Linked DNA regions of Mus musculus: regions 1, 2, 3, 5 and 6 are each linked to region 4. Evidence: chromatin contacts called from public promoter capture Hi-C data. All regions are on one chromosome and are shown on one strand. The core of a region is the stretch at or near the end of the contact, and the rest is flanking DNA. Distances in the headings are between cores, read along the strand shown.

Region 1 (4,275 bases), core at 1,513-4,012, 1.1 Mb before region 4:
GTTATGACACCCAGGGAATAGTTAGACCTTCCTACCCAGAACGATTTGTCACCTAAAACTAGAACAGCCGGGCATGGTGGCGCACGCCTTTAATCCCAGCATTCAGGGAGGCAGAGGCAGGCGGATCTCTGAGTTTGAGGCCAGCCTGGTCTACAAAGTGAGTTCCAGGACAGCCAGGGCTATACAGAGAAACCCTGTCTCGAAAAACCAAAAAGAATAAAAACAAAAACAAAACAACTAGGACATTTAAATGTAGCCCAGGATCCAAAACATATATGTACGTTCACTCAGACCAAAAAGCTTCTAGGCGGTGGCCTGGATCCCCTAACCCTTTGCCGGGATCTCACTCTAGGAGGCATTCTTGAGACATGGTTTCCAGTCAGACGACATTCTGAACCCTTGTGATGTTTTCAGTTACCTTGAGGAGAAAATAAAAAAGCCCCAATTCAACAAGAAAACAAATTTATTACTTATTTAGATCCCACAGAGACCAAGGAACAGGGTGCTCCAAGATGGCCTGTTTAACACATTTGTGTTATTACATACACCTCAAAGGGAACCTCTACTCAGGCGAGATTCTTATGCAAAACTCACTCTGGGCTTCTTGGGTCCCAGTCCTAGTGACTGGTTGTTTTAAGTCAGGATTTCATTGTGTATTGTGTGTCGTCGTGGCTGGCTTGGAACTCAGAGATCCATCTGCCTCTGTGTGTGTCCAACACCTCCGGAGTGTTGGTCACCACACTGAACTTAAGAACCCATGACTGCTTTAGGTGTCTCCCCATCCCCACTCCCCGTGATTGGTCTCCAAAGCATGTCTAGTTCCAGATTCTATGGGACAGAGAACCTGACTCTGACTTTGAGAGGGCAGGGGCAGCCATTTTAAGACCAGAGGATCGCATAAGGGATCGTTCCCTATTGGGAACGCTGGGGACCGCCATTTTAAGAGCACCCTCGGCGCGTGCCTCCATGCGGGTACGAACAGGCAGCCGCCATCTTGGGCATTGGCTGCCGCGCCGAGTCGCCCTGTCCCGCCCCACGGCCTCTCGGGCCACCTCCCCCCGGGGCTGCTGTCCCTGGGCCTGCGGAAACCCACCCTGCTCGCCCTTGTGTGGTTCTCGCCGCTTACGTTGCGCGCTCGTGTGAATGCTCCGCGGCTTCTGAGCGCTCGTTTTAACAACCCCCCACTGGGGGCGCTCGGGCACCTTATACTTTGCGATCTCCAATCCTTACAATGTCTAACGGGCTCGACTGGCCCTGTTCCCTGGATATGGCAAGTGTATCGATTAAGGATCCTCTTTCCCAAGAACGCTAACACAGACGTTGTCCTCTGAGGCTCTGAATGACTTTATTCTTCAAATGCCTTTACCTTTCATAGCTCCAGGTGAGCACCCGGGCATCCCCCTCTCCATTGCCTGAACGGATGGATCACCGAGGGAAACAGGCAGGATTTTGGCAGTTTAGCGGGGTCCCTTTATAGATAGAGTAGAAGGTGCTTGGAGTTAGCCTGAAAGGGTGAGGAGATGGGGTAGACATGGGTAAGGAGGGCCTTGTGCTTCAAATAATCTCCGGGTAAATGCGGGTAGAAGTGATCTACTACAATTTCCAATCTAAGGGCGGGTCTGGGAGGGGGCGATGAGTTCAGAGGAGGTCCACCGCTCTTCAGAGGAGCGCACAGAAGAACTTCTTCTCCCGGAAGGGGTTCTCGGAAGTGGGCACAGGAGTGATGAGGGGGTCCTCACAAGCGTGGGCATCACAGTATGTCATCAGGTCTGCTGCTGCCTTGGACACCTGGAACCCAGCCAGGAAGGGATACATTAACCAGAATTCCTGAAAGGGACTGCAGTTCTCTTCTCCAATAGACTATCTTTTTGTTTCTAGTGCCCTTTGAGACAGCCCTCTCCCCCAACGCCAGTCCTCGGGAACAACTTTGCTGACAAAGCCCAGTTTCTGCCACTGACCTCAGGGTGTCAAGAAAAGAAGCATCTTTTCTTGGGGGGAGGGGGGAGGGGAGGGTATTGCAAACCCACAGCTGAGCCCTGAAGGGCTGATGGGAGCCAGGGTCGCACCCACCTTTATCCGGCACAAGCTGGCCTCAATCTTAAGCTGTTCCACCATCTTGCGTGCTTGACCAATACTCATAGTGCTGTTAACGGGGGTCTCCCCTTTCATCCTGGAGTAAAGACAGTCAGCTGAAACACTCAGCTCTTCACAACCACACACCTGGGATTGTGCCCCCATTCTCCAGTGGCCATCCCAGGTTTTTTTTTCTTTCTTTTTTTTTTTTTTTTTTAAGTAGGGAGAATGGAGAAGATAAAATGAAATATTCTCCTAACCCCTGGGTCCTGGTCATCAAATTATACAAACGATTTAAGGATTTTAAGTCTTTGAGCCAAATATGTTACCAGCAATGAAAGCCTCAGTCAGAAAGAGCCCCACCCTGATGAAATCACATCAGCCACCTGTCCCCCCTCAAGCCCTGAAGAGAAAAAAAGCTGCTTTCTACTCACCTGAAGTAACAGCAGCGGCAGCCAGGGATGTAGGGTCAGTGGGGAGGGGGCACCAAACCCTGCCTCAGATAGGTGCCCCACCCTGCCAGGACTTGGAGCTAAAAATATCCGTAGCACTGACAGTTAATGCAGAGAAGGTCACTAGAGATGCTCAGACGAGATCCTTGGAGGGGTGGTCTCAGTCTCCACAGCTTAAGTTCTGCCCAGATGGCTGGTACCTGAAGGATGAAGGATGCTAGAAGGAGCTGCTGATTCTGGCGCATACCAACTGCCTGGACAGTGGGGGAGTCAGTCTGCTGTTTGCATCCCCTGTGCACACCCTCACTGCTGCTCTCTCACTACCTGCCCCTGCCATTGTACAAGTCCTTAGTCTAAACTAGATAGCTCCCCAAAGGGCCTGAGGCAGAAGCAGGCTCCCCTCTCAAATGGGGTGGTCTGGGCCTGTGACAGCCCCTGCATTAGAGTCTGTCCCCACTGCGGAAGACCCTGCTCATTTGAAAGTCTGACATCAGCTGGGCTGCTGCTCCCCCACCCCCACCCCCACCCTGACACAGCACTTAGCACCTGAATCTTGGTTTCTTTCAGTGACCCACCGTTCTTCAGAGCTAGGAAAATGTAACACTCTACAGGTGATCAGCTTCTAGATCACCACTTTCTACCACGTGAGTGACGCGAGCTGGGAGACCCAGAGGTAACCCATCAGGAAGATAGCTAAAGAAATGATACATCAAAGAAGAGAAGCTGGGGCAAGAGAGACATGCAGAGACCAGATCAAAGGATCAGACAAAGACGAGGTAAGGCACCTTGCCACGAGAGTTAGTGTGAATGTTGTGAACACAGGTGGGCTTCTCGGAGTGGGGAGTAGGGTGGCAAGAGTTGGCACTGGGGAAATAGGGAATCGATTGGAAATTTTTCATGTAATTTGAGTGGATTACTACTATTCAAAAAGATGTGCATTGGCCTTGCCTCCTGGAGGACGTTATCCAGACGATGCCACCATCAGAAATCTAGTCTCATGGTTTTTTGTAGGGATTTTGAGGTTGGCTGCATCACGTGGGTCACAGAAGGTCAATCACGCAGCATAAAAACTGGAGACTGAAAGGGGTTGAAATGCCGCCACGCTTGACTAGCGGACGGCACCATCTGCGCACACAACACACAAGATTCAGATTCTGGCAGGGTGCAAGGCTCTCTGAGCTCCAGTTGGACTCCTACAGGCCCAAGGAACTCTACTGAATTTACAAAAAACAAACAAACAAAACAAAACAAAACAAAATCAGCATTTATTTCACACCTCCATTCAATCACACTGAAAAGACAGGTGGTAAAGGTATGGGCAGAGGGTTGTGGTTGAGGCCTGGAAAGGAGGACCAAGGAGTCCCAGACTGCGTTGGAGATTATAATGGGTCCTTTGGTCACTTAACTAAAGTGTAATGGGCAGAGACACTGGGGAGCAAAGCATTTTACAGGCTCTGCCCTCTATGCAAGGCTCAGCCCCTGTAGGCGATTGACAGTTGGGCGGGGCTTCCTCGGCAGCCGGAACTGCCTTCTGTATATTGCCTGGGCAGCGAGAGGCCGGTGAGTCTGCCTCGCCGCGGTGGCGATCTGGTGTACACCGCATTACCCCAGGGGTGGGCGCCGCAGCGTCGGCCACAGGGTGCTGTGCGGGGGTAGGGGTCACTTCCTCCGTGAGCGAGCACAGGTCCAGGCAGAGGAAAGAAACTCTTGGGAGGCAATTTTGACTGCTCTAAGGCTGCTGGCTTTGAGC
Region 2 (4,342 bases), core at 383-2,882, 1.0 Mb after region 4:
CACTCACACGCTTTGCAATCAAACCTATGCTCCCATCCCGTGTCTCAGTTAGCCTCCTTGAGCCTTGGCTTCCTCAGATGTACAACACCAATCCTAGTAACACCTGCTCCAAAGGGTAGATGATTACATGTGCTGCTGGCTATGAAAGCCTCTCTCTTTGGCCATCCTTACCGTGATACATAACCAGTGTCCCATGATACATTTTTTATCAAAGACAACAGCTAGCAGACAACAGTGGAAAGGACCTCACTATGTTCATATAATGGCCGCCTTTCTTGCTCTGCCTGCCACACGAGATGTGGCGGACAAGGTAAAGGTGGCACGTCTATAAACCCAGCACTAGGGAAGCAGAAGCAGGTGTATCTCTGAATTTCAGGACAGCCAGTGCTATACAGTGAGACCCTGCCTCATAATAAAAAAAGGATGGGAAGAAAGCTCAAAAGAACACCGTCTAGGGCAGACATTAAAGAAATGATCTTTGAGGATCTATCTCCCTCCCCGACCTTAGGGCATTTTGACATTATGATCGTGTTTGTTAATTTCATTCGGGTGAACTCTTTACAACCCTTGGATTGCATTCAGGCGAAGGCAAGGTCCAAATGTACTAAGAACCCAACACATCACCCATGCTACCCCCACTTTACCTCTTCTTGGAGCGGTCTTTCCACACACGCCCGGATTTGGGCTTCCCTTTCGGAATTACAGGAAGCTCCTCCTTCTCTTTCAATTTCTTGGACGCTGGGGCCTGGGGAGAGGCTATAACTCGCTTCTTTAGGTTGAGACTTTCTGTTACTGTCTCTCCCGCCGGAGGCAGCTTGCCTGGCTCCAACTGGCGCTCTGGGGAGCTAGGTGCCTGGACCGTCAGCTCCTGTGCTGGCTGAGAGGGCTCGGGACCCGGTGCTTGCTGGCCCGGGCAAGGCTCGGGGGATCCTGGGATCACCTCCTCTTTAGCGTGGGCCGCCTCAGAGTCCAGTTCTCCCTGTGGGGGAGGTAATTTGGATGGCTGCTCTCGTTGCGGGGATTCCGGGCTCGACTCTGTCTGTCCTGCAGGTGACTCCAGGCCCAGATCTTGATGAGGTTGAAGGGACCCGGGGTGAGGCTCTGGCTGCCTTTGTGGGGACCCATCGTCTGCATCCTGTCTAGGACCGGGTGATCCGGGGCTCGCCTCTGGCTGAGGTCCGGGAGACGGAAGGCTCAGTGGTGGACAGGGCGATCCGGGGCTCGTCTCTGGCTGAGGTCCGGGAGACGGAAGGCTCAGTGGTGGACAGGGCGATCCGGGGCTCGTCTCCGGCTGAGGTCCGGGAGACGGAAGGCTCAGTGGTGGACAGGGCGATCCGGGGCTCGTCTCCGGCTGAGGTCCGGGAGACGGAAGGCTCAGTGGTGGACAGGGCGATCCGGGGCTCGTCTCCGGCTGAGGTCCGGGAGACGGAAGGCTCAGTGGTGGAACTCTCGTAGACTTGAGCTCTCCTGTTTCTTCTGAGTTCGACTTGAAATCTACAAGAGCCCGTTTCGCCCGAGAGACTTCGGGGACAGGAAGGTTTTCTGGAGACAGAGGTTTTAGGCCTTCCAGCCGCCGGCTGCGCCTCAGCGGCGTATCCATGGCTCACGTGTAGCCTCTGTAGCCTTCGGAACTGTCGGCGCCTTCATATGACGTCAGACTCGTCCATTTCCGTACCGGGCAGGAAGCGCACTTGCGGTAGAGAGACCCGTGGGTAGGCGGAGCCGGGGATGAAGTCGGTCCCGGGAGGCTGGGCTTAGTAGACGCATGCGTGTTGTGCATGAGCTCAGTTACAGAGTTTAGTTGCTTGGTTTCTGCGATGCGTTTTTTGCAAACTGCGAGTTCTTGCAAGGGGATGGGGTGGGGGTATATTATACATACACACACACACACACACACACACACACACACACACACACACACACACATATAAAAATAATTTTTTTTTTCTTGAGAGAAGAGGTTGGAAAAAGGCGGAGGGAGTTTGTAGGCAGAGCCGAATCAGCGCGCTAACTTGTTCTGGAACTGCTGGGCCCGCAAACATCGCCTTTTCTTTTATCTTTTGTAGCACAGTAGCTTTGCGCTGTGTAACAAAGGGGAAGGTCCTGGTGGTCTTCCTGAGTGGGAAATCTTCAGTTTTTGAGTTGTCTCAAACGTTCCCATTCTTTTCACTTCCTCTTCTCTACTAGTGGGCCCAAGTATGCAATAGGTGGTTCTCATCTTTGAACAGTTTCAGTTAATCAGCAAAGTGTCAGGTCTGTGGCCCAGAAAACCTTGACTGCTTGTTGTCAATGTTGGGGGTTCACAACCTGTGCCCGAAGTCAGGTCTAGCTACCTTATCCTCAATAAGCCAATTGAAAGAGACACATTAAAAACTGGAAATCTTTAGAAAAAGGAGATTTATTCAATGTAGTCATACTAGAAAGAGGGGCAAAGAGATTCTGTGAATCACCCAAATTTGACCTCAGGGTTCTAAATTTAGATAAAAAATTTAGATAGAGGGCCAAGGATAAATACATCTGAGTAGTCCTTACCAAGGTATGACTCTGCCCACCATTGGCCCATTATTATCTGGGTTTTAGTCTCATCCTGTAAGGTGGTCTGACAAGCTTTTAGAACTCTGAAATCTTTTTCCAGGAGACAAGTTTCCCCTCTGGCTGGTACCTTTTTCTTCTCCCAGCATGAGAATTCTGGGGAAATTTTCATTTCTTTGGAGTCCTCTGTCTGATTGATTGGCTGATAGGCTAAGAGATGCAGTGTCGAAAGCCTTTAATCCCAGCACTTGGGAGGCAGAGGCAGGCAGATTTCTGAGATCGAGGCCAGCCTGGTCTACAGAGTGAGTTCCAGGACAGCCAGGGCTACACAGAGAAACCCTGTCTCGAAAAACAAAACAAAACAAAACAAAACAAAACAAAACAAAACAATTAAAACCTTCATCTCTGCCGGGATGGTTACTTGCTGATCCAGGAGGAGGCAGGGAAGATGAAGACCCAGAGAAACGTTCCTGTGAGCAAGGTAGAAAGCACAATTCTTGGACACACTCCCTAGGCACTGCCACACATGGAGTCAACCTGAGTCCATTCTTAGGGGTAGGGAATAGTACAGCTTCTACATGTCACTAGAAACTGTAGCACTCGTGTGCTGTAATTATATGTCTGGTATGGGCTGGTATGTCTGGTATGGTATATCTCCCCGGTATGGGCTCAGAGCCCGCATGTTCCTGATTTAAGGGGAGCTAAGGAGTTGTAGTTAGGCACCAAATCTCAGCCTCTCAGTTCTCAGAGGAGTAGGTTCTGTTTGGTTGCTTAAATTCCTGCCCCTGCTTGACATAGGGCTCTGGAGGAGATTATATGCCTTCCTGCACTCCTGCTCCAGGCTGCCACCCAGCCCCCTTCCTGGCTCTTACCACTGCCTGGAGGGATCATTCTCAAATGTTGACAAATGTTGATCAGAGAGCATAACTCAGGTCTAATTTTGTGTCTCTTCCAGGGTAGTAGTGTGTGTAAGAGAGATCGATTTTGGACAGAAGACTTTTGATCTGCCTCTATTACCTGTGCAACGTTCCACTTGAACCCAGCCTGCCTTTATCATTGCATGCACAGGTCAGAGAAGGCTCCTGAAATTTTCATAGTAGATAGCTTCCTTCCTCAGTTTCATCTTGTAGGAGGATAAGAAGGGGCTTTTGTTCCCCTCCCGCCATGAGACCTCAGCAGGGGTCAGCCCAGGCAGGCTCTTGTGAAGGTAACCTGGTAATTCACTCGCCCTCACTTTGCCCTGGCTCACTTTCCCATTCACTTATTGTTGTTTCTAGGGAAGGGGGGGGGGCACTTTGTAAACATTATTTGCATATAAATCCTCATTTTAAGAGTTGGCTCTTGGTAGCTTTCAAAAGCTCTCCAGGATCTTGAAGCTCCTGGCAAAACAGTGAGATGTGGAGTACTAATAAAGGTCTGTCTGTTTCTTTGTGTATGTCTATCTGGGCTTGTCTTTCAAGCTCCCAGTGTGTGTGTGTGTGTGTGTGTGTGTGTGTGTGTGTGTGTGTGTGTGTCTGTCTGTCTGTCTGTCTGTCTGTCTGTCTTATCTGTGGGTATTTACCTCTGCCTGGGCAAGGTAAGAGAGTACCTGGCTGACTGTCCTTGTCTCTTGATTCAAGCATGCATACCACTGTGTGCTCTTGCTTGTATAAATTTCATGGGCCCATCTATGTGTGTGTCTGTGCGCCTCTGTGTGTGCATCTGTCAAGGCAGACCATTGTACTAGGGCTGACAACCATCCTCCTGGCTTGGTATTCCAGGGCACTAAAGGAACTCCAGGCGACCCCTGGTAGGCAGCAAGTGTTATAGT
Region 3 (4,148 bases), core at 1,371-3,870, 1.1 Mb before region 4:
TTTCTAAGTTGTTTCACTTCCTAGAGCACACAGCAAGTTCTGTTACCATCCCCCCTGCCCTGATATGTCCCTTTCTCCTACCTCTGTTCCCTTATGACCAAGTAACCAACTGGCCAAGTTAGGGTTCTTTGTATCAAATACCATGATGTAAATGATGATTGTGAAGATGGAGCTTGAGTGACTATAAGGAGCCATTGCTCATTCTCATTGCAGTGGATGGGAAGTCTCGAGATTCTTTACGTGCTTTCACAAGAACGTTCATTGCTGTTCCTGCCAGCAATTCAGGGTACGTACTCAACTTATCAGTTTGGGTACTATTTTCAGTGCCAGGAAAGCAATATGATAGTTGGAAGGTAAAGATATTCCTCAGGTAGTTTTGGAAATTGCAGAAAAGCAATAGAAGTGTATTAAGTAACTAACAACTATCAGTATGTTAGAGAGTGAGTATATAATTCTAGTGTGTTTGTAAGATAATCCTAAACGCCTCGTCTATAGTCAAGGATAAATGAGAAAAGGTAACTTGAGAGGGGCATGTGGATATTAAACAGATCTGCAAACAGAGACAGTGTAGAAAGGTGAGGTTATTTGTCCATTTATTTAAGATTTTTTTTTTTTTGTCTCCAAGGCTATGTATTGTAAATGATGAATTATTTGTGCGGAATGCCAGCCCTGAAGAAATCCAAAGAGCCTTCGCCATGTCTGCACCCACACCTTCCTCCAGTCCAGTACCCACGCTTTCCCCAGAACAGCAGGAAATGTTGCAAGCATTTTCTACCCAGTCTGGCATGAACCTTGAGTGGTCTCAGAAGTGAGTGCTGATCATAGATAGGAGGAACAAGGGGATGGCCTGACAGTGAATTATATAGTGCTTTGATAAAAAGATTCCTACTAAGAATTCTGCATAGGTTATTTTTAAATATTTAAAGCACAAATGAAGATTTGGTTTTCTGTCCCCTTCCTAGCTACCTGTGGCTCCCCTCTTCCCCAATTGGAATTACAGATTAGACCTAGACTTCACATATGCTGCACAGTCGCTGCCACTGAGCCCTTTTCAAACACGGTCTTACTATGTACTCTTGTCTGGCCTTGAAGGCATTAAAGGCATGAGCCAGCAGACCTGGCTGCCAAGTTTTGTTGTTGGTTGGTTGGGTTTTTTTTGAGACAGTTTCTCTGTTTTCCCTGGCTGTCCTGGAACTCACTTTGTAAACCAGGCTGGCCTCGAACTCAGAGATCCGCCTGCCGGGATTAAAGGTGTGTGCCACCACGCCATCTTTGGCTTTTGTTTGTTTTGTTTTTTGTTTTTTCGAGACAGGGTTTCTCTGTATAGCTCTGGCTGTCCTGGAACTCACTCTGTAGACCAGGCTGGCCTCGAACTCAGAAATCCCCCTGCCTCTGCCTCCCGAGTGCTGGGATTAAAGGCATGTGCCACCACACCCGGCTCAACTCCTTACCAAGTCCTAGATTCCAGTGAGCCTGAGCATTCCAAGGGAGCTAGAACTATAGGTGCATACCTAGTACCAAAGTCTTTTTATATATGGTTCTATATTTGAGTCAGGGTCTCACTTGTGCCTTCGCTGCTTGGAAGTCACTTTGTAGTCCAGGTTTACCTCAAACAGATACCTCCCTGCTTCAGCTTCTCCAGAGTGATAGGATTAAAAGCCTTGCCCAGCTGGAACATAGTTTTTAAACCGTGTAAATCCTTCCCTACCAGTGTAAAACTACACGTTGGTTGTTTTTGGTAAACATTTTATGTTTCATTTGTACAAGTGGTGTGACCCTGTGTAAACTTAATGAAAAACATTGGTGACTTTTTCTATAGGTTGGATTTTGGTGACTGACTGCATTTTGGTTCTTATGTGGCTTCCTATTTTAATCATACTCTAGGTGCCTTCAAGACAATAACTGGGACTACACCAGATCTGCTCAGGCCTTCACTCTTCTCAAGGTAAAGTATGGGAATTTTTTTTATTGCTAAAAATGGATCTCTTGAGCCTTTAACAAGGGTCAGATGAAGGCTGGGTGTGGTGATACTTGCCTTTTAATCCAGCATTTGGGAGGAAGGAGGGAGCCAGATCTCTGAGTTTGAGGCTAGCCTGGTCTACATAGAGAATGCCAGGACAGCCAGGGAGTCTACAGTAGCTGGGCAGGGAAGGTGGGAGAGAGGTGCCTGGTTCTACTTACATTTTATCTTTCTGCAGGCCAAGGGAGAGATTCCAGAAGTAGCGTTTATGAAATGATCACAAGAAAAGTCCCCTTGTAAATAGCCCCTGGATAATATTGTCTGGCTGTCATCTGCCGTCTCCTGTCCAGCCCGAGGCCACCCTGTAACTGTGACTGAGGAGGAAGGGCTGCTTCATCCTCCTCACCTACCTTCTGGAAGACTTAGAGAAGACTTCCGGAAGATTGAGCCTCATGGTGCCAGGAAGCCAAAGCTTACTTTGTAGAGCTGACACTAAACTACCCGAAGGACTTAGGTGCTCTGTGTACTTAACCCCAGGATTCCCTTTACTTTTTAAGATAAAGAGTGATATTGTAGTTTGTGTCCCATTACTGGCTTGTTTCCCTCAATGCAGGAGGGGTGGGCAAGTTCGCCGTGATAGGAAGTCCCGCCCCGGAGACGGAAGTGCGCCGCCATGGTGGCGTCTGTGCCGCTGCGGAATGTCAGCCACCTTTTGTCTGTGCTGCGGTCCCAAAATGTGCCCCGGTATTTGCAAAATGGCGTCCCACGGGATGTGCTGCTCTTCCGGCACGAGCGGGGCCGCTTCTTTGCCATCCTTGGACTGTTTTGTGCGGGTCAGGGCATCTTCTGGACCTCCCTGGCTGTTGCAGCCTTGTCCAGACCTCTGAGCCGAGTACCTGCGGAGGCTCCGAACCGGAGCTACCAGGACCTGCGCTCCGCACTCTGGCGCTACGGGCTGGCTGTTGGTTGCGGCACGATGGGTAAGCGCTTGGGCTCCAGATTGCTGTGGGGCTGTGAGCACAACGCTCACTTAGCAAAAAGGGGCTTCCAAAAAAGTAAGTGGGACACACGATATGGGTGCGGTGTAATAAAGTCCCTGAATGCCTTGCACCCTCACCCTGCATACAGTAGGCCAAGATCTGCCCCTCATACTAGCCACGAGCAGGTTTTTGAAGCCACAAATGCATTTTCTCCGTTTAACAATAGAGCTGGCTATCTATAAAAATGTCGATGGGGTGGGGGACGTGGCTCAGTTTGGTTTCTAAGACTGCTTGCCTAGTATGCATGAGGTCTAGGGTTTAGAACCCAACACTGCCTAACATATATGATGGCATCCAGATGTAATCTGGATTTGGACAGAAGATCACAAATTAAAAGTTATTGAACATATAGCAAGCTTGCAGCCAGCATGGAATAATAGACCCTGTCTGTTTTTTCAAGACACGGTTTCTCAGCTCTGGCTGCCCTGGAACTCACTCTGTAGACCAGGCTGGGTCAGAGATTCAACTGTTTCTGCCTCCCTAGTGATTGCGTGCACCACCACTGCCTAGCTACCTTTCTTAAAAAAAAAAAAAAAAAAAAGGATTTAGGAACCTTTTAGAGTTTTAGAGTGTAATTGCTCAAAACTGTTACTTCCATTACAGTAATTTGACTCTAAGGGGTGGGGGTGGGGGTGTCTGTATAACCTTTTACCCCACTTTGCCTCCCTGCAGGAGTCTTGGTCCTTGGTGCTGGTCTCCTCTACTCACTCCGATCTGTGCGGTCTGTCATGCTCCTTGCAGGAGGGCAGCAGGTGACATTGACCACCTATGCCCCCTTTGGCTTGGGTACCTGTTTCACAGTTCCCTTGAACCAGATTTCCTGCATGGCTCACAGAGGTGAAGTTCCTGCTATGCTGCCTCTGAAAGTCAAAGGCCGGCGCTTCTACTTCCTTTTGGACAAAGCTGGACACTTTCCCAACACTCAACTCTTTGATAACACTGTGGGTGCCTACCGGAGCCTGTGAAAAATGGCTTACCCTTCTCAGACGATGCAAAACCCTTAGGGATGAGGAGACTACCAGGACAATAAAAAGGTGCCCAGAATTCACTAACAGCCAATAAATCTCTTCCAAAAGGCTTGATACATGCCTACTTAAGCCATCATTCTGTCCTCTCTCTCATCTATTTAACATCAAGAAATCCATGCC
Region 4 (4,456 bases), core at 1,548-4,047:
TTGTGGGGCATACTACCTTTGCCCTTCATCCTGTAACCCCTCACTGATACTACTGTAAGTAACAAAAAACATTTCACTGGTTCACAAAGTTGGACTTTGGTGGTGGGTATCCATACTTTGGTCTACTGTGGGTTCCTATCTAGGGGTAAACGGAGTGTGTGTTGCATCTCCCCAGGTAAAGCTTTGTCACACAACATGTTCATATATATATATATATACACACACACACACTATACAAGTAAACAAGTAAATAGACACTAGAGCTGAGCATAGTTCGTTCTATGGTCCCAAACATTTGAGAAATTCAGGAGGATCATTTCAAGGTTATGCCTAGCTACATAGCAAGTTTAAGGCCAACCTAGACTACATGAGACCCTGTCTTTAATTTGGGGGCGGGGGGGGGGGAGTCAGTAGATGGAAATGTGCTATACATTCCACAGGAATGCATAAGAAATGAGGGGTCCAGAACCATGTTCTCCAAAGAGACCTCTGAAACCCTCCCTAAAGCCAAAATGTCCTATGAATGGATGAGGGAGAGCGAAGTGAGTGCGCATGCAATGTGCTGCTTTCAGGAAGACCTGGCTGTCAATACCAGGCAAAAGACAATGCAGTGCCAGTTTACCCACTGCCTTAAAAAGCTGGGAGCTTGGATATCTGCCGTACGACCTGACTATATAATCCTAACAAAGGTCCTACACTAAGTGGGAGGATTCTGATACTGTCATATCAGGGCCCCCGATAAGCAGTACCCCAAGTGGTAAACACATGAAAGATCAAGAGTGGGTGGCAGCTATGAGCACTAATATATCGGATCCCACCTTATATAAGGACAGGAAGTTCCCACCATGACTTACACTTTCAAAAGCAAGAAGCATGCATACACACTTCAGCCTCTCAGCTACAGAAAAAGGTCAGGGAAGAAAGGGCTATATTACTGATCCTCTTGGAACATAATGCCATCATATACTGTGGCCTCTAGGTTCTTCCTTGAAGTTCTTCAGCCTGATGTATGAGGCACACTACCCTTTTGCCCTTCAAACAAGTTCTGGCCTCTAGGAACTCTGTCTCCTGTTTTGTACAGCTTCTTCACTTAGCTTTCAGCTCCTTAAGGAGGATCAGACCTCCAATCCAAGCCAAGATCTCACACACAGATTCCAGCTATGTGCACAGCAAATGAGTGATTGTTTATGTTTGCCTACTGCTGGCCTCTACCCACTAACCTGCTCTCTGAGGGTAAGCCTTGTGCCTTCCTCAGCAACAAAAGAGTCTGGCACTTGTGGAATGAATTCATTCATCCATCAACTAATCCTAAAGGTTGTCTCACCATCACACACTGGGACACTCAGTGAGCAACTCAGTAGGCACATGTTAGAACAGGCCAAAACACACCCTGACCTAACGGCCAAAGGCAGCACTAACTGGGGCAAAACCGAATGGATAGGGGCACTGAGCCTTTAGGAAAAAGCATTAACTGTGCAGCCAGCTACTCATCAGCATGGCCTCTCCACTGAGTCTCCCTATCCCCCTGCACCAGAAAACAGCCCTAGCCAAGTCCAAGGCCTCATCAGTTCAAGGCCAGCAAAGAGAAGAGAAAACTGCACAAGGACTCCAAAGACTTGCAGAGGAGCTATAAGAAAGTAACAAATGGGAAATTTTACAAAATGTCTGCTCATGCTACAATCGGAGTGAGCGCTTCTTTCACCAAGTCCAATACCACACTTCTTCTTCCATGGGGAAATGTGCTTTCTAGCAAGCCCTCGCTGAAAAGTTAGAAAAGGTGACTCTGAGGAAAGGAGGAGGTGTAACAAGAATCAGACTCCTGGGTAACTTCACCTTCAGTCCACGAAATAAACAAACCCTACCATGGGAGAAGGAAGGTCACTTCCTCTCCACAAATACTATTTCTGTGCCATTCAGCAGATTAGCAATTGCCATCTCCTCTGGGGGTGCAGGAAATGAACTAAGCATTTCTCCCCACACACACCCCTCCAAGCAGGAAGATCGATCGCTAAAACTGCTCTTCCACTCAAGAGTCCTACTCCATGCCAAGAAACCTCTCAATTCCTTTTTGCCACATACTCCAAGATACCCATGCACATACAAATCTAGGTCAAAGTCACCAAGAAAATCGGAGGGCGGAGCCTGGATTTAAAATGTTTTTTAACCACTAGCCACAGGCCTCCAGGACAATAGTTTCAAGCTCAGAATGACACAATCCCAACGCTTGGCAGCAGGAAGCTGGAGGGAACTGCGCCGCTGACAAGAGCCTACGCTTGCGGGGATGACAAAATAAGTAGCAGGGCGGTCTCCGGAGCTGGGTCAGTTTTTAAATGCTGCTCAGCTGGGACGAAGCTGAGCAGCCGTTGCCATAAAAAGACTCAAGTCCGGGTTTACAGAGCAGCCCAGGCTCTGCACAGGTGTTAGGCCCGGCGTGCGGGGAAGAGGACTGACCATTCTCGGATCCCAGGACTCAAGTGCAGGGCCTCGAAGTTCATCTCCAAGCCTAGAACCATTGGAAGTGATCCCCACACCCATAAGCAACCCATAGGCGAAAGTGACTCCCCTGGCCCATCCTGGGAAGCGAAGAGGCCGGGACCAGTGGCCGAACACCGCGACCCTGCGACTCCCGACGCCCGTTCTCACTCACCCGGCGGCGCCGCGTCTTCCCGGACCACTCCTTTTCCAGTCCGCGGCTTCCGCAGATTAAGCTTCCCGCCACGCCGGACCGGCTGGACTCCCAGTACCGCGAGCTCGCCGCAGGCGAGGACCTACCGGGCGAAGAGCGCGGGCGAATCTACGATTTTCAAAATTGTGGCTCAACCAATTCCCCTTAAGTTTGTCTGGGCGGTTACAAAACTCCAAACCAATCACGTAACAGGACGCACGAGTCCGCTTATCTGCTGGCTGTTAGTGCTGTCAATCTGTGGGACTAGGAGGCGGGGAGAAGAACGTTGACGCTTTTAACACGCCCCAACTTCCGGAAGCTGCGGCAATCTACCCGGCGAGGAAGTGGTTGCGACGAATTACAAGTCCCTGCGTGCACTGCGAAGGCAGGCTTGGTTGGGGAGGATGCCTATTTATCTTCGAGCCAGCCGCTTGGTTCGTTTCAAGTCCGGAATGCTTCTGCGTTCGGAATGACAGCTCTGCTACTTTGCAGTAGTAAAAAGAAACACATTGCAAATCTCACAGAGCCTTCCCTCCAAGAGCAGTCAGGCATATAGTTACAGAATGTTTCCTTAGACCTCCGATTGTCACCCGGAAGTGTTTGCTAAGTACCCTCCAGATTGGACGCCACATACAACGGAGAATTTTTCTGGCCACATATAAAGGTAAAGTCTTGAGTTGAAGGTGTGTCACCACCACCTGTAAAATAAAACACCTCCACCTTCTTTATAGAATCATTCTCAGTAGCCAAGAGGTGGGCGAAACTACAAATGTCCCTGGACAGATTAAACAGAGGGGTTTTATTTATTTTTAAATTGTTTTTCCTTTTATTGAAAATAGATTTCTTTACTCACATACTATATCCTGATACAGTTCCCCTCCCTCTGCTCCTCCCAGTTCTAACCTCCCCTTCCATCTGTATCCACTCCCTTTCAAAACAGACTTCTAAGGGATAATAATAAACTAAGATGTAAAACATAAGATAATACAAAACCTATCATATCTGAATTGGATGAAACAAAGAAAAAAAGCCCCAAGAGAAGGCACAAAGACCAGAGACCCACTTGTTCGAACACTCGGGAATTCCATAAAAGCACTGGAAGCCATAACATATATGCAAGAACCTGATGCAGAGCTGTGCAAACTCTGTCTGGCTGTGAGTCTCTGTATTTGTTCCTATCTGCTTCAGGAGGAAGCTTCTCTGATGATGGCTGAGCAAGGCAATGATCTGAGTGTAGCAGAATGTCAATCACTAGGAGTCATTTTATTGCTATGTTCCTTTAGTAGAACAGTAGTATTTAGTTTAACCCTAGGTCCCTGAGCTATCTTGTCTCAGATTGTTGTTCACCCAAGCAGGATTCGATCTTGTGGAGTGGGCCTTAGGTCAAATCAGATATTGGTTGGTTACTGCCACAGGTTTGTGCCACTATTGCCCCAACATACCTTGCAGGCAGACACCATTGTAGGGTTTTGTTGATCCCACCTGTAATGGTTTGTATATTCTTGGTCTAGGGAGTGGCGCCATTTGGAGGTGTGACCTAGTTGGAGTAGGTGTGTCACTGTGGGTGTGGACTTAACACTCTCACCCTTGGTGCCTGGAAGTCAATCTTCCACTAGCAGCCTTTGGATGAAGACATAGAAGGCTCAGCTCTGCCTGTGCCATGCCTGCCTGGATGCTGCTGTGCTCTCACCTTGATGATAATGGACTGAACCACTGAACCTGTAAGCCAGCCCCAATTAAATGTTGCTTTTTATAAGACTTGCCTTGCTCATGGTGTCTGTTCACAGCAAT
Region 5 (4,012 bases), core at 1,200-3,699, 1.1 Mb after region 4:
TAGGCTGTCTTGAAATCATCCATTTTAACACCATTAATCCAAAACCCTTCAATTTAACCCCAGACAGAATTTTAGGACAAGGGCAGAAAGCAGTCACCTTCTTCACCAAATACCACATGAACAGTTTCTAGGCCACTTACTACTAATCTTCCTTTCTGAAATCTCTTGAGCCAGGCTGTCATAATCTACATTGCTTTCAGTACCTCTGTCTTCCATGCTTCTGTTAGTAAGTGTGTTAGTTCCCATTAAACCCCACTTAAAGTGTTCAACAAAACATTTTAAGAATTTAAAGTCTCCAAGTCTTCCATATTTCTTCAGCAAACAGCATGGTTAGGCCTGGTACCAACTTCTATCTTAATTACCATGAAGAGGGGAAGAGGCACCATGACCAAGGTAACTTATAAACAAAAGCATTTGATTGGGGGCTTGCTTTTGCTTACAGTTTCAGAGTTTTAGTTCATTATCATCACAGCAGGGAGCATGTCAGCTGGCGTGACTCTGGTGAAAGAGCTGAGAGCTTTACGGAGGCTGAGTGGGGGTGGGGCTAGACCTGGAATGGGCTTTTGAAACCTCAAAGTCCACCTCCAGGGACACTCTTCCTCCAACAAAACTACACCTCCTAATCCTTCTAATCCTTTCAAATAGTATCATTGGCTTTTGTTAGTCACTCTCTGGTGACTAAGCATTCAAATGTATGAAGCTATCGAGGCCCATTCTTATTCAAACCACTACACCAGGTGGCTAGCCTCCTCAATAGTGCAGTCTTTCTCCCTCCTCAAACTTCCTCTCCTGGGCTTAGGTTTTCCCTGGAGTCCATCTTTTAGTAATAAACCCATAGAATGCTTGTGCCCTGTTACCTTGCCCACCTTATCTTCAGGACTGGGCAGACTGCCCTGGGGTGAAGGTAGACTGGCAGGATGGGAGGGGCAGAGGGAGAATTTTTTGGTCTTCTCTCCCAGGCTCCTCAGCTAGAGGAGCCACAGACCCAGCTGTCTGGTGTCTTAAGGAACCGTAGGGTCTTGGTGATTTATACTCAGCCTCAGACTTTCTGCAAATCTCTCCCGTTTCCTTAGCCTGTGGGAGGCAGAGACAGAGCTAGGAGGATTCTGTAACCTTTTAGTGGGCCAGAACATGAATCTTCCAAGCAGACAGGCCAGGCCTAGCCCTGGCTCTGCTCCTGCATCTCAGTGTCTAAGTCTGTTTCTATGGATACACAGGAACACTAGTGCTTGCCTGAGGGTGGGCTGCAAAGATTAATTGGGCCAGGGCCAGAGGTTAGAATTTAGTAATAAAAGCCAATGATACCTGCCCTACAGCCTGAATCTCACCTGACCTCTGTCTGGTTTTCTGTTAAGAGAGGTCCCATTCTAATCTCCAGGATGGGGAGTTCATTGCTTCTATCTGACTCCTGCTCAGAGCAAGGAGGAAATCAGCTATGGGATCCTGATAGCTGGGAAGGTTGTGTCGAGGAGAGTGTGTGGAGACAGTTATCTGGGAGCACACAGGACTGCCCTTCAGGATTTTGTCTGCAGAGCAATGAGCTGGTTGCCAGGGAATGTCTAGAATGGATAAGATCTGTCCATGGGAGGTCTGGGTTAGAAGGTTGAGAAAATCTTGATGGGAATGTGACCCTAAGCAGACAGTGCAGAAGAAGTCAAGAGAGCAGAGAGGGTAGTGTAGTGTGTGTTTACACATACGTGTGTATGTGTATATAATATGTGCACATATATGTACATATATGTAGATGTATGTATGGGCATGTTAGGCAGAGAAAGGCAGGTACCGAGAGGTATGGAGTCAGTGTGACAGAGTGGCTGCTGGCAGCCACCCTTAGAAGATTGGGTTTTCAGTTATGTTAGGTCAGAAGGGGCCCTGGCATTTGCAAAGTAAACTTTCTCGAGGTCTCAGGGCTGGGCACTTGGTGTAAAGGGAAGATATGGGAAAAAGAGGGTGGAATTTCCCAAGTGTCTTCCTTGCTTTGCTTTTTCAAATCTGTCTCTCTGTGTGCTCAAGGTTCCAGGGTTAGAAGGGACGGGGTGTCATTCCTCTTAGCTCTCAGAATCACCAACTGATCCTGGGTAGTGGGCTGGGCTCCTGGTAGCAGACTCCTTCCTGGAGAGAGGCCCGTAGTAACCCCACTTCCCAGGACTTCATAGCATGGAACATTTGTTCTCCAGCTGTTGTGGACATTGCTTGATAAACAGTTCCTGTTCACTTCTGGGGGGGTCAAGTTTCAGCCACTCACCACCAGCTTGCAGCTACTGACTGACGAGCACAAGAGGCTGATCTCTTGTGTTAAGACTGAACCCCACTTGAGGCCCTGATGACCCTCCCTTGTTTGTTTCTGCTGTGGAGAGGGGGTACTCACCTGGCCCCGGGAACTCTGTTGTAGGCTTCAGCTGTGCCTGACCATCCAGAGCTGCCTCAGCACAGAGCCAGAGGTGGAAATCAGAACATCTTTATGGCTTTAGACTTTGGATTCTTTTCTTTCTGGGACCCACCCCTTGCTCACACTCCCAGCTAATCAGAGATGCATGTCTGGACTAGATCCTTCAAAACCATCTGCTTCCAAACCTGGGCAGGTGAAGATCTGAGTCTCCTTCCTTATGTCTCCCTTTAACAGCTGAGACAGTTAATGTTGCAGTGATGACATTTCAGTTCATGGAGCAGTTCATTGTCAAGTTGGTGAAGGCAGCATTTGAATGAGTTGATTATTAAAATTCTCAAATTTTTATTTGTGTGTGTGTGTGTTGATGTGGGTGGCTGATATGAGTGTGTGATTGATGTGTGTCTGTGTGTCTGTCTGTGTGTCTGTGTGAGTGTGTGTAGGTCAGAGGACTTTGTGAAATTGATTCCTTCTTTCCACCTTTCCACAGTGCTGAGGTCTGAACGGATATTGTCAGGTTGTGCAGTAACTTTAGCTTCTGAGACACCTTTCTGGCCCCTCAAAGAATCTTTTAATTTTTTGAAAGTTAAAGTATCCACAATAGTGGTTACAATGACCCTGCCCTGGGCCTTGTGTCCCTCCTCAAACCAGCCATGGTCATCCTAAGTTCTTGCTTGACTTTGGTCTCTGGTGGTAAGCCAGACAGATGTATTGTCATCTGTGTAAGCATGGTAGTGTTTGTCTTAAAAGGTATGGTCACGTGACCACAAGTAACAGGAAGCCCTGATTGAGAGTGAAGTCCAGCCACCACCAAGCTTGCAGCGCATGTGACTTACAGAGAACTTATATCTAAGGCATGTTTGGATCTTGACCATGGACATGGTGAGATGAGAATGTGTAACTTCAAGCTGTCCAGTCTGTCTCATGCAGAACTAGATAACTACTGTGCTTTTTCTATCTTTTTCCTCTGGTTTTTAAAGACGGAGAATACACATTTAATTGTTAATATTTAATATACATATTAAAGTGTATGCAGCATATGCAGTTAGGTAAATTTGTATGTATATATGTGTATGTTGGTTTATTTGTGTGTATTATTCTCTATCTTACTTTTCTTTCTTTTTTAAAAAACGATTTTATTATTTAATATGTATAATTGTTTTTGTTTGTATGCATGTCTGTGCACCACATGCGTGCCTGGCACTCTCAGAGGCCAGAAGAGGGTGTCAGATCCCTTTGAGCTAGAGCTACTGACAATTGTAACTGCCATGTGGCAAGTGGGTGCTCGGGAGGAATCAAACCTTGGTCCTCTGGAAGAGCAGCCAGTACGCTTAACTACTGCTGAGCTGTCTCTCCAGTCTTCTTACTGTGTGTGTGTGTGTGTGTGTGTGTGTGTGTGTGTGTGTGTGTGTGAGACCACGTGTACACACACAGAGGCACGTGCACACACACAGAGGCACGTGCACACACTAAAGTTAGTGTTATTGACGATGCTCCAAAATGGAATTAACCTGGTTATCCATCAACAGGTAAATCAATTAAACTGATAGAATAAAACAAAAGGTTTATAGTATTGAAAATAATAAAATAAAAATATAAGATGTTACAGATAAATCTCTAACATTT
Region 6 (4,394 bases), core at 576-3,075, 1.0 Mb before region 4:
CCCACATCTCCTTTAAGAACAATAAACCCTGGACTTGGCTGGGGTCAAGAACAAGATGCCTTCTGGATTCCTGAAGATACAGAGGGTCAGGAAACTCCCAATCTCTGTCCTCTTTGGGACCCAACAGGGTCCTGCATCTATAGAACACGATTTATGGAATATCCCCATTTCCCACCTCTCAGTACTTTTGGGGGTAAGTATTGGTGTTTTTTTTTTTCCTCCAATTTCATCTCCATTATTATTGTTTTCAAAGCTCTTTGGCTTACTCTAAGCTGCAGGACACACAATTCACACCAGCTCTGCAGTTCAGATTGAGCCCAGCCAGTAATGATGTCAGGTCTCCCCACCTGGTAACCCAGTATTACCCTCAGGCTCCAGGTTTATGAACCAGGACACAAATTGTGCAAACCAGGAAAACACTCTCAATTACTAGCTATTCATACAATGGCAAAATTCCAACTCTATGTTTGACCAACAAAAGCAGAATGGAAACTCTCAGAAATCTTTTGAGATTTAACTGAATGTCTTATAAGGCCTTAACTTTTATTCTTTGGTCTTTCGAGACAAGGTTTCTCTGTATCACCCTGGCTGTCCTGGAACTCACGCTGTAGACCAGGCCGGCCTTGAACTCAGAAATCTGCCTGTCACTGCCTGCCAAGTGCTGGGATTAAATGTGTGGGCCACCATTGCCCGGTTTAGGGCTTAATTTTTATACCCAGTCCAGCCATTGGATTTTTTTTTTCTTACTTCTAGTAGGGCAGCTGAAAAGGAGGGTCCTTGAATCCTCAGGCAAATCTCGCTTAGCAACAATTATCCCTGGAGAGCTGTGAGGAACCTAAGGATGCTAGGGCTCCCAGATTCTGCACTGGGAATGGCAATGGCCTCCTTGTATAAGGCTGTTTATGTAGGTCCCAGCACGGAGACAAGTCCACCCCGAGAACATCCACAGGGCATGCCTGTGGAGGATTGAGATCCTAGTTTTACTTCCAATATCTTAGTGAGAAAGCTGTGCCTACCGCCAGTTTAAATGCCAGGAAGCTTGAAGATAAGGGTGCATGCTACCCCAGGTTAGTTCTGCTGATTACACGTGCGCACCATTACGCTAGGCTTTTTACCATAACTACAGGTTTGATTCCCATGCCTTTAGGAGCGCACTTTCTATACTCATAAAGATTTACATCCTGGTTGAGATTTAGCTTATTAAGTCCCCCCACAAGATCGACCAGAGATCTTTAGTGAATAGTCACTATCACTCCCAACATGTGCTTTCGGTCCTAAAGATTTGCAAATTACGAGTCGCAGAAAAAAAAGGTAGCGAACACAGGGTCCTTAGGGTTCACAGACTTTATTGATTCAATAATAAACAGCAAAGAAAATGTTAACCATCACTCCGGGAGCGTCAATGTCGACCTAAAATAAAATAAAAAGCGTTGAGTAACCCAGAGGGGACTGCGGGACCTAGCTACATTTCTGCACGGTTAAGTGTTCCGGCGTCTGAGGATAGAACCCGCGAACGGGAAGCCGCAAGCACCGAAGACATAACGCCGAGAGGGCCAGAGCCCTTTCTTCTACCTCCGTACATTACGGGGAGCGGGACCGCACGCCCGGTCCCCGCCAAGAAAAGGAGGATCTACAAAGTCAGGCCCAGTTCCCAGTAGTTCCCTCGCATATAAAGACAAAATCAAGACTCACGTGAAAACCACCCTTGGAAAGGCCCCGCAACGCGCGGAACAACCTTATATACCCCTGGTGCCCGCCTCCAAGCTGCGATTGGTTCGGAGGCATCAGAGGGCGGGGTCTTTTGCGTGTGGCGGAACCTGTGAGCGGAGCGGAAGTGCGGCTTTTGGAATGAGCCGCGGAGTGTAGCCATGGCACCTCCGGGAGGAAAGATCAATCGTCCCCGGACGGTGACTGAACTGTGGGAGTGGGAACTGCGTCTTTGTTTCCCTTTGCTTCCCGGCATTTTCCTCTTTGGAAACAGGATTAGTTAGGGGCTGGGGTTGTTAGGTGCGGAGGATCCCGGGTGGGTGTGCAGAACCTTACATGCGCATCTTTTTCTTCCGCAGGAGCTGAAGAAGAAGTTGTTCAAGCGCCGCAGGGTATTAAGCAGGGATCGGCGACGGAAACGCCAGGTGGTCGGGGCTGTGATAGACGAAGGGCTGACTACGAAGCACCACCTCAAGAAGCGGGCGTACGTACAGTATTATCCTCCGGTTGGACATTCCTACCCACTTCCTACCAGGTTTCAGAGCATCCCAGAGGTCTCCAAATTTCTTGTTCTCTTTCACGTTTATGCAGCAACTAGTTGAGAGTTATGTTAGTTTCCAAACTACTAGCCTCTTATGGTATCATTGCTCACAGGATTCTGATGCTGTTGTTGATTGTTTTGTCTCGGGTTTTCAAGCAGGGTTTCTCTGTAGCTCTGGCTGTTCTGGAACTTTCTGTGTTGACCAGGCTGGCCTCTAACTAAGAGATCCACTTACCTCTGCCTCCCAAGTTCTGGGATTAAAGTCCTTCACCACCCCCACCACCCCCCAGCTGCTCACTGGATTTTTTTTTTTTTTTTTTTTTCAAGACAGGGTTTCTTTGTGTCGCCCTGGCTGTCCTGGAACTCACCCTGTAGACCAGGCTGGCCTCGAACTCAGAACTTACTGACTTAATACTATTGAGGTACATATTGAAGTCAAATTGTTAAAAAGTCTTAAGTGTTAAAGAGTTCCCTGAGGACACCAGAGCCCATTCAGTAATTTGAATGCAGAGACCTTATAAAACAAAAACTGGGCAATGATGCTCCCATTTAAATTCCAGTGCCAGGAGACTAAGACAGAAAGGTTGCCTGTTGGCTAGCCTGGTCTACAGAGTGAGACCTTTTCTTAGCTGGGGTCATTTTTGAGGCTCAGTTTGGTACAAATGAACCTGGATATTTTTTGTTTCCTGTCACTCAGGTCCAGTGCTCGTGCCAACATCACGCTGTCTGGGAAGAAGCGCAGGAAACTCTTGCAGCAGATCCGACTTGCCCAGAAAGAAAAAGCAGCCATGGAAGGTAAGTCTTGGGCACAGAGGCTACACAACAAGAAGTCTGGATTTTACCTGGGTTTTATCTTTTTTTTTTTTTTTTTTTTAGGATTTATTTATTTATTTATTTATTTACAGTGTGTGCACTGTAGCTGTCTTCAGACACTCCAGAAGAGGGCATCAGATTTTTGTTATGGATGGTTGTGAGCCAGCATATGGTTGTTGGGATTTGAACTCAGGACCTTTGGAAGAGCAGTCGGCGCTCTTAACCACTGAGCCATCTCACCAGCCCCTGGGTTTTATCTTTAATGCTTTCTTTTTCCTTTCCTTTTGTTCAGTGGAAGCCCCCTCCAAGTCAACCAGGACTAGTCAGCCACAGCCCAAGCAACAAAAGAAGATAAAAGCTCCCCAGGACGTAGCTATGGAGGATCTTGAAGATAAGAGCTAAAATCCCTGCCTCTTCTACCAGAAGATGGTCAACAGCACTGAGAAAGATTTGGAGGAACTTTGGAAAAAATATTAGCATATTTCACTTTCCTAGACACCTCTTCTACAGCGGACCCTGACCTCCCCTGGAGGTGTATATTGGGACCGAAGAGGACACAGAGAAAGACTGGAGGGCCACCTCTAGCAGTCAACTCCTTTTGTAATAAAGCTTTAGTGCGTTCACCGTGTGGGATGAAGTGCAGCAGGGATGAGCCATGTAGAAAGGCCTTTGCGTGTGGGTGGAGACACTTCAGAAGAAGGACACATTGTGCAACAAAGGCGACAAGAAGCTACAAAGTGAAGGCATGGTGGCGCATGCCTTTAATCCCAACATTTGCCAGGCAGAGAGGCAGGCAGATCTCTGTTCAAGGCCTCACATTGAGTTCCAGGGCTTTATAAGACCCTATCTTTTTTTTTCTTTTTTTTTTCTTTTTTTTTAGTTTTTGGTTTTTCGAGACAGGGTTTCTCTGTGTAGCCCTGGCTGTCCTGGAACTCTCTGTAGACCAGGCTGGCCTCGAACTTCAGAAATCTGCCTGCCTCTTCCTCCCGAGTGCTGGGATTAAAGGTGTGCGCCACCACTGCCCAGCTGTAAGACCCTATCTCAAAATGAAACTGGTTAGCTTCTTCAGTGCCCTCCCCCCCATCTTTCTAAACACTTCCAATTCTGCATTTCTGGAACATACAGACGATTAAGGGTGGTAGATAGGGAGGAGAGGGTCTGATCATAGTCCACACTATGTTTAGCATTAGAGTTAAGTAAGGAACATTTCTTTTTGGTTGTGTTTAGGGATTCAAACCCAGGGTACCTGCATTCGAGGCAACCCCTGTGCCATCTACATCTTGAGGGCCTGTATTTCCCAGTCAGCACTCAGTGAGATGCCAGATCTGAGGAC

Evidence for each region. Promoter capture Hi-C pulls out the DNA fragments that hold promoters and counts their contacts.
Region 1: a promoter capture Hi-C map of embryonic stem cells shows a contact between it and region 4, with 4 times the contacts expected there. A contact is called at or near these places in 21 of 39 promoter capture datasets (the 3T3-L1 cell line, 3T3-L1-derived adipocytes, the C10 cell line and 11 more), 3 of 484 Hi-C or Micro-C datasets (the G1E-ER4 cell line, embryonic stem cells and stem cell-derived cardiac mesoderm), 17 of 130 datasets of targeted methods (the 230-238 cell line, the NIH/3T3 cell line, astrocytes and 12 more) and 3 of 9 other capture datasets (adipose tissue, embryonic stem cells and macrophages).
Region 2: a promoter capture Hi-C map of liver shows a contact between it and region 4, with 6 times the contacts expected there. A contact is called at or near these places in 5 of 39 promoter capture datasets (the 3T3-L1 cell line, hippocampal neurons, liver and 1 more) and 1 of 130 datasets of targeted methods (pancreatic cancer cells).
Region 3: a promoter capture Hi-C map of pre-B cells shows a contact between it and region 4. A contact is called at or near these places in 18 of 39 promoter capture datasets (the 3T3-L1 cell line, 3T3-L1-derived adipocytes, the C10 cell line and 13 more), 5 of 130 datasets of targeted methods (bone marrow-derived macrophages, large pre-B cells, pancreatic cancer cells and 2 more) and 2 of 9 other capture datasets (adipose tissue and liver).
Region 5: a promoter capture Hi-C map of liver shows a contact between it and region 4, with 3 times the contacts expected there. A contact is called at or near these places in 5 of 39 promoter capture datasets (cranial neural crest, hippocampal neurons, liver and 1 more), 1 of 130 datasets of targeted methods (pancreatic cancer cells) and 1 of 9 other capture datasets (adipose tissue).
Region 6: a contact with region 4 is called in a promoter capture Hi-C map of pre-B cells, with 7 times the contacts expected there. A contact is called at or near these places in 17 of 39 promoter capture datasets (the 3T3-L1 cell line, the C10 cell line, the HPC-7 cell line and 9 more), 2 of 484 Hi-C or Micro-C datasets (B cells and bone marrow-derived macrophages), 12 of 130 datasets of targeted methods (the NIH/3T3 cell line, T-cell acute lymphoblastic leukemia, embryonic limb bud and 5 more) and 2 of 9 other capture datasets (embryonic stem cells and pancreatic islet).

What each region holds. Positions count from the first base shown.
Region 1 is chr19:8,836,484-8,840,758 of GRCm38.p6, forward strand. Gng3 (guanine nucleotide binding protein (G protein), gamma 3) reads right to left here and starts at 2,763. Exons shown (of 3, transcript NM_010316.3): 1 at 2,508-2,763; 2 at 2,071-2,170; 3 at 446-1,788. The coding sequence starts at 2,169. The coding sequence ends at 1,660. Bscl2 (Berardinelli-Seip congenital lipodystrophy 2 (seipin)) reads left to right here and starts at 984. Exons shown (of 12, transcript NM_001136064.3): 1 at 984-1,381; 2 at 3,093-3,301. The coding sequence starts at 3,227.
Region 2 is chr19:10,947,634-10,951,975 of GRCm38.p6, forward strand. It overlaps Ccdc86 (coiled-coil domain containing 86), which reads right to left and starts at 1,633. Exons shown (of 4, transcript NM_023731.3): 1 at 645-1,633. The coding sequence starts at 1,600.
Region 3 is chr19:8,768,376-8,772,523 of GRCm38.p6, forward strand. It overlaps Tmem223 (transmembrane protein 223), which reads left to right and starts at 2,621. Exons shown (of 2, transcript NM_025791.1): 1 at 2,621-2,940; 2 at 3,673-4,100. The coding sequence starts at 2,634. The coding sequence ends at 3,965. It overlaps Nxf1 (nuclear RNA export factor 1), which reads left to right. Exons shown (of 21, transcript NM_016813.2): 18 at 214-286; 19 at 626-808; 20 at 1,885-1,945; 21 at 2,199-2,535. The coding sequence ends at 2,237. It overlaps Tmem179b (transmembrane protein 179B), which reads right to left. Exons shown (of 5, transcript NM_026325.3): 5 at 4,147-4,148.
Region 4 is chr19:9,896,692-9,901,147 of GRCm38.p6, forward strand. It overlaps Incenp (inner centromere protein), which reads right to left and starts at 2,798. Exons shown (of 19, transcript NM_001369356.1): 1 at 2,648-2,798. It overlaps Gm50340 (predicted gene, 50340), which reads left to right and starts at 2,987. Exons shown (of 3, transcript NR_168101.1): 1 at 2,987-3,329; 2 at 4,177-4,386.
Region 5 is chr19:10,972,251-10,976,262 of GRCm38.p6, forward strand. It overlaps Ms4a10 (membrane-spanning 4-domains, subfamily A, member 10), which reads right to left and starts at 2,450. Exons shown (of 9, transcript NM_023529.3): 1 at 2,369-2,450.
Region 6 is chr19:8,887,058-8,891,451 of GRCm38.p6, forward strand. It overlaps 1810009A15Rik (RIKEN cDNA 1810009A15 gene), which reads left to right and starts at 1,826. Exons shown (of 4, transcript NM_025463.3): 1 at 1,826-1,907; 2 at 2,067-2,191; 3 at 2,946-3,043; 4 at 3,354-3,702. The coding sequence starts at 1,869. The coding sequence ends at 3,463. It overlaps Lbhd1 (LBH domain containing 1), which reads left to right. Exons shown (of 6, transcript NM_001286103.1): 3 at 1-193; 4 at 2,067-2,191; 5 at 2,946-3,043; 6 at 3,354-3,702. The coding sequence ends at 3,384. It overlaps 5730408K05Rik (RIKEN cDNA 5730408K05 gene), which reads right to left and starts at 1,713. Exons shown (of 1, transcript NR_027866.1): 1 at 1,330-1,713. It overlaps Snora57 (small nucleolar RNA, H/ACA box 57), which reads right to left and starts at 1,628; the gene lies at 1,479-1,628. It also overlaps Mir5136.